2 separate regions of the Triticum aestivum genome follow, and region 1 is linked to region 2. Evidence: chromatin contacts called from public Hi-C data. All regions are on one chromosome and are shown on one strand. The core of a region is the stretch at or near the end of the contact, and the rest is flanking DNA. Distances in the headings are between cores, read along the strand shown. Region 1 holds the start of LOC123091138. Region 2 holds the start of LOC123094495.

Region 1 (2,759 bases), core at 158-2,657, 300 kb before region 2:
CCCGCCCCGCCGCGCGTGCTCCCTTCGCCGTGGAGGAAGAAGGAAGCCGCAAGAAAGAAAGAAAAATAGCGAGGCCCACCTGTCAGCGTAGGTCGTCGTTTCGGTGATCGCCGCGCCGAGGCCGAGGCGCATATAAACCGGAGCACCGGCATTTGGCACGCTGGCTCGGCTCCGTCTTCCTCACCCCGCAACACGCAGGCAAGCAGGGTTTAGCTTAATCCCCTCCATTTCTCTTCTCTTCCTTCAACCCCGTGCTCTCGCCTAACCTTCTGCTGGCTTCTCGAATGTTCTAGAAGGAGGAGCGCTCGCTGCGGAGATCAGTCGAGCCGAGCCCAGCCCGAGCTTCACCGGCACCGCCCCTCTACCCTTCGCTGAGGCCGACGATCGAGCCCGAAGGTATCGCGCGCCTGACCCGCCTTCGTTCCCTTCTCCCTTTTCGACCTCATCCTCTCACCTTCTTCGGGCTTCTGGAATGTTCTAGAACCAAAGCAAGGAGCGCTTGCTGCGGACGAGTCGAGCCGAGCCCGCCTCTCCTCTCCCCTTCGCTGAGGGCGCCAAGGTATCGCGCACCTGCCCCCCCCCCCCCCCCCCCCCCCCCCCCCCCCCCCCCCCCCCCCCCCTCCTCTTCTGCCATGTCGATTGATTTGGACCGGTTTCAGCACAGGGTGTTGCAACTTCTCCTAGGCTTTGGGCGCAGCGCTGTCACATATTCTCAAGTGCATTTCGATTTCTCACAGTTTATCGGACGAGCGCCGAAATCGGTCCGAATTCTAGTGCGTTTGTCGCTCGTCACACAATTCTAGCGTGTTTGTCTATGAACCGAATTTCCTTCCGCCTGTTGGGTTGATTGATTTGAGAACCAGGCGAGCCATATCTGGCCGTCAGAAACAATACGCATAGCTAAGCTCGAAACGAATGAGCACATTGCCAGGAACCACGCCATCACGCCAGTGCTTGATGATGGTGAGCGGATTGATCACGTTTCGGGCCTGATGCCAAAAGCACGAGGAAATTTTATGGTGTCCTCATGAGTCATGAACGCTCCGTGTCATCTCTGCCTTTAGTGCGCCTAATCCAATGATTTCCATGGTGATGGTGTGTATGTACATGGAAGGACGTGCTCATGGGAATCGATACACTCCTGCTAGCTACGTGTATGATTTTGGGAGCTTTGCTCCTACTTTTATAACACTACTCATCTGTATATACTTTATTTACTTCTCATTACCCGAATTGGATTGGTATAGAGTGCCTGCTTTGGCCTAAAAACCACGGCATGATTCTTGTTTGATTGATAACCTGGAGCAACAGAATATAGATTTATTCAGATTCTGAAACTATATACTGTATATTCCAAACATTTCAAATAATTTTGCAACCAAAGAGTAGATGATGAACTCTAACTTTTGATGCACTTCTATTGGACTATTTGCTACAACGTTCCTTCGGTGTACAAAACCAATAGGCATGTATCAACCAATAGGCATGTATCACATTGGTTGCTCAATGTTACAGCGTTCAAAATGGCGTCACCCCCCAACCTTGCTGACACAAAAGAGGATCCCAAGCCAGATGATGAGGTAACTAATTAGTTTTCACACATTTGGTTAATCTAACCTCATGTTTGGACCAACTTCCTTGAGAAAAATGAGAAACCCAAGTCAGATAATGAGGGATTATTAATTGCATTTCCCATTGAGCTGCAGGAAAAATCTGAGCAGAAGAAACGAATGGACCTGTACAATGGTCTGATCACCGCGGGCCTGACCACCTTCGTTGGAAGGACGGCCTTGAGATGTTAGATAGATTGAACAAGAACGACGCCAGACTAACACCTTTTGCTGCAGTATACTTTTGTGCTGCTGTTACGGCGATGATTCTGGGAATGGTCGCTTGCAAGTTCCCCATGTCAGCACCATACTCGATGAGCATCGCTGGCCATGGAGCATTCCACGCATTGCTGTTCATGTTGCTGGGACTTCACTTCGACACCTATATCTATCATGCAAGTGCTTTTTTGGCTATTGGGTGTGCTTGTGTTGGAGGTTTGCTGCTTCTTGTGTACTGGGGCTGTAGTACTGAGGATCCCATGGTAATAAACTGAGATAGCTCAAATCATTTGAACCAATTTCTTCTACGAGTCTAACCATTATATATGCAGGTTATCTCCTTCTGTGTCAAGCACGCCAAATCGGCAGGTTCATGGATATGCTCATTTATTTGGTGGGCTCTTGATCTGTCTATTTATTATTGTTTGCAGCTCTTGCTTGCTTTATTATTTTCCAACAGTTTTATTGACAATTTTGTCAGCTCCTCGTGGGGAAAGCTAGTCAACAAACTACAAAGCTATAGGACCCGGGACCCTGCCAATGAAACTACAAAACAGGAAGGAACCGAGAGGTCGGTAAAATCATCTCGGTCTATGGTTGGCTGTTGTTCTCTTTATTGTTTATTTACAAAAGATTTTGGATAATTTTGCATCTTCTGTTCCTTGGCATCTGATTAAGTTTGTATTGAACAGCATGCAGAAGCTGCTGATTAAGGATGGTGTGCCACCCGATGTCTGACCTCATAGATCCACTTAAAGATGCAGCGTGGGAGATAATTCAAACAGTGGGCAGGAGTGTTAATACAGTTCTAGCCCGGTTTGCAGGCCGTGAGTGGGCTCAATGAGCTCTGTAATAGTTTTCCTCTTTTAGCTTTGTTTGGTGGCAACGTTCAGGAAGGAATGGCAGATCGGCCGGCTTGTAGCTGGAACA
Region 2 (2,700 bases), core at 29-2,528:
TTTGGTACGTGTGCAATGTGATTTGCTCTGTCCACAGAACAACAACTTATAGTTGCACTTATGGCACATCGTAGATATGTTTTAACAAAACTGATATACTTATAAGGACATGATTGCATAACCAAATTAAACATCTAATTACATAGGTGGTTAGTGCATACATGACATTTGCACACACCAAAATAAACAATTACATGCATAATTAACTAGGAGTGCAGCGGCTTCACGACCTGCGATGGAGAGAAGAGACATGGCTGGGAGGGCGGGACAAGGGAGGTGAGGAGGAAGGGGTGGCGGCGTGAGGGAGGCGAGAGGATGAATGCGCGAGGGGGGTGGGAGGCGAATGGGAGCACGAAGAGGCAGCAGTCGCCCTCCCTCGTCTCATCCAACCACGGGCCAACCAGCAACCAACACTCAATGGACGGACACGTGAAAAGACAAAAATACCCTCGGCGCGGCACAAATTCACGCGTAGTGGCACAAGATCTTTTACCGCGGGAGCTAACTATTCATTGCTACAGGGTCTCCAGTTCGATCCAACGGCCGAAGTCCTCCAGTGGCTTGATCCGACGGCCCAGATCGCATCAAGAAAACAAAATGGACGACCGAATGTGCCAAATCGCTGTGAGCGTCTCGTGGCTGTCTAGGTTCTTATTTCTGGGTAAATGTATGTACGTGTATATGAGTACCTGCCATTGTACAGTGTTCAGAGAGAGAAAAAAACTGAACCAAGGTTCTGTTTTTATCCCTTATATACGTTCTGCGTGATTTAGGTCATGTTTGGTTCATAAGTTCTAGGACTTTTTCTAGTCCCAACTAAAAAGTCTCTAGTCCCTAAAAAGTCTCACCCTGTTTGTTTTCAGGGACTAAAAAGTCTCTAGTCTCTCACTAGAGGTTATTAAATAACCATGTTACCCCTAGTATACAGAAAAATAACAAAAAACAACACCATGGGGCGGCGGGGCAATGGATGCAGGGAGGGACATTGTTGGAAAAGTCTCAAAAAGTCCGCAAAAAGACTCTCCTTGAGAGTCTTCTTCATTTAGTCCCCAAAAGCAACTTTTTAATCCCTAATAATACTTTCTGTTAGGTTAAAAAGTCTTTAAGAGGGACTTTTTCTAGTCCCTACATAAAAAAGTCCATGTAAACAAACACCCCCTTACTTGATCATCTTAACTTTCCTTGTTTGCCCTGCCAGCTGCCTCTTATCTCCTCCCATGCGTGCGTATTTAAAGCCCTAATTGAGAAATACAGTGATTATTTACACGGTGCTCACGTCTCCGATACTAACTCGCACGCGATTCGATTTAGGTTTCCAGAGTAAACTCGTGTGTGGAAAAAGTTAGGGTAAAGCCCCGCTCGTCGCCGTCTCTCTTCCCCCAATGGCACAGTGGATCTCCTCGACGCCGTGCAACGCGTCCAGCTGCGAGGCGACAGAGGAGGCGCCGCTGCTGGACGTCGAGAAGGGCGTACCCGAAGAACGCGCCACGGCGTCGCCGGCGGATGATGGGGGCGTGGAAACGTCCGGCTGCCGGCGCTTTTTCCAGGTAACTACCTACCAGTCGTGATGCGGTCGATGTGCTACCTGAAACTGAATTTGCGCGGTGTAACTAACTGAATTCTGCAGGGGTTCTTGGCCGTTGTGTGGCTGTGCATGGTGAATCAGATGAGGATAGCCTATAACGCCTACGGTGACGCCGAAACGAGACCGCTCATGGTGTTTCTGCTGGTAGTGATGGCCTTGAGTGTCGGCAACGTGTTTCACATGTTCAGCACACAGCCTGCGTATCCTCCGGCATAATCTACCTCCGTGTTTCACTGATTTATTTGGTAGCTAGCTCGCTTTTACCACAAGTGTAGCGATCAATTTAGCCGCTAGAAAGAAAGATATATGGCATTACCCAGATTTGTGGCATGAAAATATGGCAGTGTGTACAAGTGTATGGCAGCCAAACATGCCTAAGTTTTGCAGCTGATGAGTCTCCAATGCATCTCTCTAGCCGTTCAGACTAGTTGAATGTCGGTGCAATGGTGAATGATGGCATGTGCTGGTTGCGCTCTTCGTTTCCATACAGAAACTCAACAAATAAGTCTCCCTGGAAAAATCAAAGCACTGTAAAACAGCAGTGGAAATCTCGGGATGAGATAAGCATCTCCACTACTATTAAACAATCAAACAAGAACTTTCTTACGTGCACCCCGTTAAGTGTACACCGATTAATCAGCACCGTCCGATTCTCTAAATCATTGAAATCTAACATATTGGATTGATCTAATGAGTCATCAGGGGTGCAGTTAGCAATTATAATAGGCTGACCACCACTCCACCTACAGACGAAAACTTCCCCTCCGTAATTTCTCTCTCAACCAGAAATTTCTCTCCCAAATAGATAAAGAAATCAACAATCAATCCCTAATTAATAGCGATGTCATTATAGCTAATGCTTGCAACCAGGCGTATGTGATCCATGCAAACCGGATATTCCCGCATCAATTCCTCACCCAATCAACGCCTCCATAGTCTGCATGCGTTTGTTGTTATGGAGAATAAAGGACGCCTCACCAGGGCGTGTGCTCGGGTGAGGCGCGGCACCCATGCCGGCGGCGGGGACGGCTGCTGCCATGCGGCGAGGTGGAGCAGGGTCAACGCGGCGGCTCAAGCGGTTGGGGACGGCGCCACTGCTCGATGGAGAACGCCGG

Evidence for each region. Hi-C and Micro-C count contacts between places; a contact is called where the count stands out from the background.
Region 1: a contact with region 2 is called in a Hi-C map of leaf, with 4 times the contacts expected there. The contact joins the promoter of LOC123091138 here to the promoter of LOC123094495 in region 2. A contact is called at or near these places in 2 of 5 Hi-C or Micro-C datasets (both in leaf).

What each region holds. Positions count from the first base shown.
Region 1 is chr4B:80,343,438-80,346,196 of IWGSC CS RefSeq v2.1, reverse strand. It overlaps LOC123091138, which reads left to right and starts at 1,407. Exons shown (of 5, transcript XM_044512542.1): 1 at 1,407-1,580; 2 at 1,707-2,092; 3 at 2,162-2,223; 4 at 2,311-2,400; 5 at 2,522-2,759. The coding sequence starts at 1,796. The coding sequence ends at 2,567.
Region 2 is chr4B:80,047,996-80,050,695 of IWGSC CS RefSeq v2.1, reverse strand. It overlaps LOC123094495, which reads left to right and starts at 1,278. Exons shown (of 2, transcript XM_044516486.1): 1 at 1,278-1,547; 2 at 1,628-1,944. The coding sequence starts at 1,383. The coding sequence ends at 1,801.